Linked DNA regions of Mus musculus: all the other regions are linked to region 3. The links are chromatin contacts, called in public promoter capture Hi-C maps. All regions are on one chromosome and are shown on one strand. The core of a region is the stretch at or near the end of the contact, and the rest is flanking DNA. Distances in the headings are between cores, read along the strand shown. Region 1 holds the start of Als2 (alsin Rho guanine nucleotide exchange factor). Region 2 holds the start of Nop58 (NOP58 ribonucleoprotein). Region 3 holds the start of Sgo2a (shugoshin 2A).

What was found. Promoter capture Hi-C pulls out the DNA fragments that hold promoters and counts their contacts. Capture Hi-C pulls out chosen DNA fragments and counts their contacts.
Region 1: a contact with region 3 is called in a promoter capture Hi-C map of pre-B cells. The contact joins the promoter of Als2 here to the promoter of Sgo2a in region 3. A contact is called at or near these places in 2 of 39 promoter capture datasets (neutrophils and pre-B cells), 1 of 484 Hi-C or Micro-C datasets (CD4 T cells) and 1 of 9 other capture datasets (liver).
Region 2: a contact with region 3 is called in a promoter capture Hi-C map of liver. The contact joins the promoter of Nop58 here to the promoter of Sgo2a in region 3. A contact is called at or near these places in 1 of 39 promoter capture datasets (pre-B cells) and 1 of 9 other capture datasets (liver).

What each region holds. Positions count from the first base shown.
Region 1 is chr1:59,235,481-59,238,510 of GRCm38.p6, forward strand. It overlaps Als2 (alsin Rho guanine nucleotide exchange factor), which reads right to left and starts at 1,751. Exons shown (of 34, transcript NM_028717.6): 1 at 1,675-1,751. Gm33667 (predicted gene, 33667) reads left to right here and starts at 1,875. Exons shown (of 2, transcript NR_168353.1): 1 at 1,875-2,273.
Region 2 is chr1:59,683,488-59,686,575 of GRCm38.p6, forward strand. It overlaps Nop58 (NOP58 ribonucleoprotein), which reads left to right and starts at 1,519. Exons shown (of 15, transcript NM_018868.2): 1 at 1,519-1,739. The coding sequence starts at 1,695.
Region 3 is chr1:57,994,588-57,997,534 of GRCm38.p6, forward strand. Sgo2a (shugoshin 2A) reads left to right here and starts at 1,387. Exons shown (of 9, transcript NM_199007.2): 1 at 1,387-1,725.

The DNA of each region.
Region 1 (3,030 bases), core at 501-3,000, 1.2 Mb after region 3:
AAGTTGGGGTATGTACGGTGGGACACCTGTAATCCCAGCAGCCCAGAAGCTAAAGCAGGAGGATGAGAGTTCAACACTGGCCCAAACTACAAATCAAACATTATCTAAATAGATGAATGTAGTTTTTAAACATTATTTAATTTTTCTTCCCAAATTACCTGTCTAGTACTACTATAGGCTAAAGAACCAAAAATATAAAGTAAACAAGAAATCTTTCACTGATTTCATTACCTAACACATTGTGATGGCTGTTCCTGGTTGTCAACTTGACTACATCTGGAACAAACTACAATGCAGAAATGGATGGCTCACCTGTGATCCAGATCTTGAGGCTAGACTACACAGGCTTTTGACCCACATCTTGACATGGGACAACACAAGTCTTGAGGCATAGTGGTCATGAAAAGCTTAGGCCCAGGCAAAGTAGAACACGCCTTTAATCCCAGGAGAATGAGGCAAGCAGATCTCCGAGTTCAAGGCTAGCCTGGGACAAAGCAAATTCCAAATCCAGGGGTAATGGCACACACCTTTAATCTGGGTCACACCTTCTGCTAGAGGCCTACATAAGGACATTGGAAGAAGGAAGGCTCTCTCTCCTTTGCCTGCCTGCACTCCTTTGCCATCGAATCTATTGGAACCTACTTCTTCAGGATTCCAGCTTATCCAGAAGACCAGCTAAAATAACTACCCTCGTGGGACTGAGCAACTATTAGATTCTTGGACTTCCCATTCCCGTTGTTGGGCTAGTTGGACTGTAAACTGTATATCACTATGATAAATTCCCTTAATATATACATTTCATAAGTTTTGTGACTCTAGAGAACACTAATACATACAGGTATATGATAAAAAACAAAAAAGTATGGCCTACTGTTTTTTTGCATTTTTGTACCTGCTCCAAATAAACCTACATCACACAAGTTTATCCTTGACAGTCATTTAAAAAACAGATACAAATATAAGAACAACAGAGTAACAACCTTAATTTGGGTACAGCAGTCAGTTAATCTATAAGAAAGTGCTGCTCTTGACCACCCAATTCAACCAGTGTGTTTTCCCTCTTTGGTAACCACAGAAGTACTAAACAGTAGCTTGCCTCTACAAATCTACAGTTGCTTGTCTGCAAATAGCCCTGTTACCTGGAGGACCAACATCAATGTGAGGACCATTTCCTCAAGATCGCTCCAGTGTTCTTTCCTGTCTTCACGATGATTCCTTTGATGACTTGATACATTTAGGGATTTGGTCAAACTACCACTGATTAATACCAAAGTCCTTTTCATTTTCAGCAAACGCTGTTTCAAACCACAGACCCTCCCCGCCCCCCTTCACTTTTCCCCACGATATGCATCCTGGGGCAAACCCACCTAGGACACTCAGCAAGGTTCACTGTCTAGCCAGCTGGGCGCCCACTGTGGGCATTCAAAAAACCCTCTGAGCGGATGGGCGTAAGCAGCGTGGGTGGAGGCGGGAAGAGGGGACCCGAAGGAATGCCACACAGCTCCGACCACGGCAGTGGGGCGCTGGGACCCGGAGGGTGGGACCCGGGCCGAGCCACCACGTCCGGAGCTCTTCACAGGCAGGCGCCGTCCCCGCAGGCCAGCCCAGCGCGCTCCCGCACCTCCGCCGACCCGCCTTCGAACCCAAGGACCGCCCGGACCCGCGCGGGCTCACCTGACGCTCCCGCAGCTCCGCGCTCTTCTCCCGGCGCGAGCCCGACTGCACCGCGGGTACGCGAGATCAGCTGATTCATGGGGGCGGGGCCTCCAGGTAGGGGCGGGGCCTCCGGCGGCGGGCTGGAGAGGCGGGCCCGCAGAATGGGTGGAGCTAGGCAAGAGCCGGTGACGGCGTCCGACAGGGATCAAGATTGCTCCGAACGCATCAGTGACTGCAGGCAAACCATTCAGTCAGGGCAGAACCAATCGTCCTAGGGCGGGCGCACTTTAGAAGCAACCGAAGACTCAGTGAAAGGACCTAACTCAATAAGCGTTTCCATGGTAACGATAGGCCGCGCTTGAGGATGGAAACTACTGCAAGTTTTGTTACCTCCTCAAACTGCGAGAAATGAAGAGAAAATCTTACCTATCAGAACATGGCTGCACACGTCTGTAATCCCAACATTTGTGAGATGAAGGCAGCAGGATCAGGAATTCGAGGCCAGCCTTGAGAACGTGTCTCAAGAGAAATAACAAAAGTGAAAATACGAGCTACCTTTAAGCTGCATGACGTCATCTCTTCCCGAGTGTGCCTTTGCCGCGTGTCCACCTTAAACGGTAAAGAGTAGGAAGAAACTATTTCCTCAGGGCTCCTCAATATACAGCGTTAAAATTGTTTTTGCTTGCTTCTTAGTCTCACTACCATCCATACTTGTCACGGTCGCAATCCTCCCGCTGCACCCCTAAGTGCTCCCTTGAATGTTTTGTGTAACAGATGCTCTCAGAACACAAGCCAGAGAGAAATCTGCTGCTACAGAGTGTGCATCGCGGAACCTACAGAGTTACATTTATTTACTCATTAAAGATAGATATATTCCCCGAATCGAATGCCCCTGCGTACAAATTCCCAACTGGTTCCTCCAACTCAGGGTCTCTCACCAGAGCCTTATCAACTTCAGTGCTAGAACAGAAAAGTGTACAGCCTTGAGAATGGCGCCACCAAATGGTACAAACCAGGGATGTCCTGCAGTTAATGAAGCCTGGACTCTGGCCGCCCTAACAAGCTACCTGTCCTCCATAACACAGCTAAAAAAGACAACAGTGAAAGAAATTTATTCAATGAGACTGCACTAGGAAAAAGAACTAAGGGGCTGGTTCAGTAAACCCCCTAAGTCTATCTTTGGAGCCTTGACATAAGTAGAAGGCTCAAGGTGTGATCTTGCCCATGGTAAACACATCTTGGTTGGTCCTGCAAAGCAAACTGACAAGTTGTCAGAACTAAGAACCAAGCTCTCCTGATGGTTTGCACCCAGAAACCCAATCTCTTCCTTCTCCAGTGAGACTCTTGAGGAAATCTAGTTCTTTGGGGCCCATT
Region 2 (3,088 bases), core at 269-2,768, 1.7 Mb after region 3:
ATCTGGCTCTATGTTCTTTTCCCAAATCAAGCTATTATGGTGCTATCTCTGCCCCATTGTACTGTTGTTCTCTTCTTCTATTGCTTTCTCTTGTCTCCCTAAATATGGTAAATGTAACTGTAGCTATAATCAATTCTGCTCTTGCCTGCAGCCCTAGGAATCCCCTTGTATTCCCCATATGTCCATCTTTTCTGCTGTCCAAACAAGGATACTCTTTCCTCTTCATTCATACTGTAAAAGTGTTACAGAACGTCAAGTTGGTTAATCTTCCACAGTTTTCTGTAGATCCAAAATTAATGTTTAGAACTAGGCAACTAGGAACGTTCTACAGCTATTGGAAGCTAGATTTGTGAAGAACTGGGGTATTTAAATCTTGTCATTGAAAGTACATAGCCACACAGATATATCTAATCTTAGCACTCTGAAGGCTGAGGCAGGAGGACAATGATTCAAGGCCAACCTGGTCTAGATACTGAGGTCCTTTTTCAAAAAGCCAAAGCAAGGCTAGGGATATGGCTCAGTTAGTAGAGTGCTTGCCTACCATGTATGGAACCCAACCTTTGGTTCCATCCCCAGCACCAATAAAGTTGGTGTGGTGGCATATGCCTGTAACCTCACTACTGTGGAGGTGGGGGTGGGAGGACCTCTATGACTCAAACTTCTCTGGTCTACCTAGTTACAAGAGATAGTTACAAGGCTACATGGAGACCTTGTCTCAAACAAACAAATTGTTTTTGAGCAAGGTCATTCTCTACTTCCTACTGAGTTTGAGGCTAGTCTAAGATACATAAGACTTTGTTTTAAAGTAAATCCAGCCACTGAGGCTGAAAGTTTCCATAAAAGAAATTACATTGAGACATACATAAATTCATACCTTGGAATCATTTTAAACACAACCCTTCCCGCCTCCGAAAATATCTATATTTATAGCTATAAAAGAAATCTTTGCTAAAAACCTGTTTGACCAGAGAAGAACCACCAGGAAATGTTGCTGGTTATAAAAGTTTGCTTCCCTTGCAGAGGACCTGGTTGGGTTCCCAGCACCAACGTGACGGCTTACAATTGCCTACAACTCCGGTTCCAGGTCAGATCCCGTGGAACTCACTGATGGGACCCGAGTGCACGTCCTCATCAAGAAAAAGTGTTCTGTGTTGTTTTAAAATAAAATGTCCTTTACATGGCGGGGCGGGGCATAGCATAATGTGTTGTAAATCGTTTTGTGTGCTGTAAATTATACACATGTAATTTATATATTATATATAATACAAAATATAATGTACACAGAACTTTTTCTTCTTTACATGACCTAATAAACTGACAGCTTCCAGCCACAGTCCAAAACTTAAAAAAAAAAAAAAAAAAAAAGTCTCGCGATATTTTAAGGCCGTCTCTTTCCGGATTCTACTGTGGGCGGGAAAAACCCGGAAATGATCTCACGCTCTGCGGCATTGAGCGACCAGAAGTGACGTTACTTCCCAGAATTCTTAGAGAAGGAGACTCGCATATTTGCTGCTCCACGAGGAGAGGTGTGGAGCGGCTGAGCAACGTGGTCTGTTCGTCCGCGGGGAGGCGACGGCGTTTGCGCTCCCCCGCGTCCAAGGCCTAGCGGGTCTTCAGCGACTGAAAGGTAGTCATTTGCAGTGGCGTAAGGGCTCGCGGCTAGCCGCGTAGCGCCGCCCTGACCTGGTCTCATCATGTTGGTCCTGTTTGAAACGTCCGTTGGCTACGCCATCTTTAAGGTAGGTGAGATGGAGTTGTTGAGCTAAGAGGCTTATGTGGGACAGAGAGCTGGGTAAGATTTAAGGAGAGACGAACAACGGAACACATTTTAGTGTCTTCAAGTCCCCGGGCTCCGAAAAGATGTGAAAAATCAAGAGCCCGCTGGTTCAGGTGAACACGTGGCTTCTCCGAATTTAGGGCGACCTCTGCTTTACTCAGTTTAAAAAATGGGCAGGACCCTTTTTTACAAGTGACAATAAAGCGTTCATTTAATCACCTGAGGCTTTGTACATGTTAGATCAGCGCCCTGTCACCTAGTTACACCTCCAATCCAAGATCGGTTTAATGTTTATCTAATTTATGTATATGAGTACCCTATAGCTGTCAACAGACACACCAGAAGAGGGCTACAGATCCCATTACAGATGGTTGTGAGCCACCATGTGGTTGCTGGGATTTGAACTAGGACTTCTGGAGGAGCAGTCAGTGCTCTTAACCGCCGAGTTATCGCTCCAGCCTCAGATATTTATTTTGGGCTTTTCCAGATAGGGTTTCACTGTGCTGCTCAGGCTTTCCAGGAATTCCCTCTGTAGACCTGGCTAGCCTTGAACTCAGAGATCCACCTACCTCTGCGTCCTGAGTACTGGGATTAAAGGTGTGCATCATCACCGCCAGACTCTATTTACTTTTGAGGCAGGCTTTCCCTATGTAGGCTTGGCTGGCCCCTAACATTTCATTTATATTTAACTAGATTAAAGCTGGGGTCCAAGATCAGGGTCCTTCCAGGCATGATTGGAAGGTTTTGAGTAGTGAGTGGCTTTGTTTTTCCAAGACAGTTGTTCTCTGTGTAGTTCTGGCTGTCCTGGAACTCACTCTTTAGACCAGGCTGGCCTCGAACCCAGAAATCCGCCTGCCTCAGCCTCCCAAGTGCTGGGATTAAAGGCGTGGGCCACCACCGCCCAGCTATAGTTTGTTTTCTTTAAAGATTATTTTACTATGTGATGATAACAGGAGGAGGAGGAAGGTATACTGTGCTTTAATGTAGACAACATGAATGTTGTTAGGTCTCAGGACAAATGCTGAGGTGCTTATTATCATGGCAAGGCTGACTGGGCTGTACATTCTTCAGCCCAGAAACTGAGCTGGAACCCTTTCCCCAGCTTCATTGATTCCTGTATAACCAAGCCAGCTATACAGCTTTCTCTTGGTCTTCTGTTTTCTGTTGCTCTCTTCTTTCATGTCCCTGCTTTCAGGACACTTCTAGATGCCTCTGGCTGTATTCTTCCCCTGGTATCTATAATGAAACCTCTCGTGCCTAGGACTGTCATGTCCTTTTTTTAAAATTATTCAGTGAGTCTGCTTGAATACA
Region 3 (2,947 bases), core at 137-2,636:
CATAATATAATAATAGCCAGAAGCTGGAAAGAACCCAGATGTCTTTCAACCGAGGAACAGAAAATGTGGTACATTTCTACAACAGAGCACTACTCAGCTATTTAAAAACAATGACTTCATGAAATTCTTAGACAAATGGATGGAACTAGAAAACCTGAGTGAGGTAACCCAGTCACAAAAGATCACACATGGTACACACTCACTGACAAGTAGATATTAGCCCAGAAGCTCAGAATACCCAAGATACAATTCACAGACCACATGAAGCTCAAGAAGAAGGAAGACCAAAGTGCTCCAGTGCTTCTTAGCAGGGGAAACAGGCTACTCACAGGAGGAAATACAGAGGCAAAGTGTGGAGCAGAGAATGAAGGAAAGGCCATCCAGAGACTGCCCCACCTAGGGATGACAAGGTTCTTTTTAAAAGATTTATTATTTTATATGTATATTTTGCCCGAATGTACGCATGCATGTATGTATGTACACCATATGCATATCTGGTGCCTGCAGAGGCCAGAAGAGGACATAAGATTCCCCAGAATTGGAGTTACAGATGGCTGTGAGCCACCATGTGAGTGCTGATAACTAAACCTGGGTCCTTTGCAACAAATGCTCATGACCTCTAAATGCCATATTTGTAGTATTTATTTATTTATTTAGGTTTTTCAAGACAGGGTTTCTCTGTGTAGCCCTGGCTGTCCTGGAACTCACTCTGTAGACAAGACTGGCCTCGAACTCAGAAATTTGCCTGCCTCTGCCTCCCAAGTGCTGGTATTAAAGGTTCCCAAGTGCTGGTATTAAAGGTATGCACCATCACTGCCTGGCTTCTATTTGTATTTTTAATATGATGGAACAGAGCAGTTTTTTAAAATATCGTTTCTCGAAATTCTACATATATATATTATTATTAACCTTTTGTAAAAAGAACCAAACTGACTTGAAAAATAAGACTAACACATTTTAAAATATAGTTGAAATAGTTTAAAATGCCACTCTGTGTACTCTGCTAAAATGGAGTATCATTGCAGCACTTCCAAGTGCAAAATTGAGAAAGGCTTTTAAGTGAAGTGTAAAGAAGCAAGGATCACAATTGGAAGGCAAGAATGCAGAAACTGGATGCAGACAAATAATCACACAGTGAACAACACAAAGCCCTGCGAAGGACTAGAGGTGCCTGCCAACCCTCAGAGTGTCCCTTTATCCGTGGTGAATGGCCCTCTCTGTCAGGGCTGGTGGAAATGGCTACCAGAAGCTCAGAGAGGCAAGGAGAACCTTTTCACGCTCGCTGCAGCCCGCCCGGCTCACCCAGCCACGCCCACTCGACCCTCTCCAGTACGTCCCGCCCCTTCCGTCTTCCACTTCCGGGTGGCAGCGCATCTTTGCGCCGCCTTCTCGGAATCTGATTGGCTGGAGCATAAACGCTAACTGCCGCGCAGTTTAAACCTGAATCCTGGTCTTCGCGGATTGTCGCGCTTCCCTGGCAAGTGTGGGCACCCACAGCTGAAGGGGTCGCTGGTAGGCGTGGACGAGGCCAGCGCGGCCAGCAAGGCCTGCGAAGCCGGAACCCTTCTCGGTAGCCACTCCTGGCGCCTCAGTCCTCGCCGCCGCGCGTCGGCTTGCAGGGCCGGGACGCGGAGCCGGGACGCGGAGCCGCCTTCGGATCGGGGCGGTAACCTCTGTTCTGACTTTGAGCTCCCAGCTGGGCGAGGGGTCGCCACTAGTTTTCAGGTCAGTACCTGGAGGGAAAGGGATCTAGGTCCTTGTGACCAGGTCTGAAACGGCTGCTTTCGTGTAGGTAAGGATGCACCTACACGCATCTCCAGGGTAGGGCTTCTGCCAGGCTTGTTTCGAACAGAGAACTAATAGCTTGGCCGGGATCTGGGTATTGGGAGCTGACACTTAGAAATGGAGATGTGCTATATGCTAGGGCGTGGCATGGGGGTCCACAGGAGGGAGGAAAGCAGGGTGTGTCATCAGGATCTGTTTATTCCCGCCCCCCTCAGAAGTGGGATCAAAGAATGAGAAGAGGTCACAGTAGAAGGTCTGCCACAGGGCTGTGGATGAGACGGGGGATTGGACTGGAGGGAAAGTTGAAGATCTGCAGCTAGCCTCCTTGTTTCCCTGCTCAGATTGTGAGGTGAAAACCTGCAATTAGCCTACCAGCTTCCCTGCGGTTTTATGGTTTGTTTGTTTGTTTTTGGTGGGGGGGGGGGGCGAAACTTTAGAACAGTTGAACTTTACTGTTGAAACGTTCCTAGTGAACTTCCTCCCCGTTGCAGAAATTCGCCCCCCGCCCCCAACCATCTTCTCGGTCATTTGCTTAACAGCTTTCCACATCTGCTCAATGCTTTCAAACATGACCATTTCAACATTGGGCAGATTTTTTTTCTACTGAGAAGTTCTTTCATGTGTTCATATATATTTCTATTAGAAATGTTTATCCAAGGAGCTGCTATGTGCCAGGCACTAAGAGTTCAGCAGAAAACACATTTAATAGAAACTTCTGCCTGTCAGCATTACCCTAATCTCTGCTCTTCTCCGTGAAGATGTTTGTGATGGCGTTAGGGATGCCTAGATAAATAAGAATCTTTTCATTGGATCCTTATACTAGATCTGCAGACTATGTATAGATTGAGAATTGCAGGTACCTGACTAGGTCACTTTGTAGCCTACTATAGGACCGCTTCCGGGTTGGGAAGAGTTGGAGGGCAGTTAGGGTGAGGAAGGTAAAGATAATGAGGAATCTTGTGGAATCTAGGGATTTTTGTGATGGACATAAAAGGAACACTGAGATTGTTCTGTGGACTCAGAGCAAGGAGCAGAGTGGCTTGTGGCGGGAATATAGGTTTGGGGCGTTGACCCCATTCGAGCACATAGCCCAGCATCGCCACCTGCACCTCAGTGAAGCTTTTTCTGATCTGTTTTCTCTGCCCAGTTAGCATTAGCACTT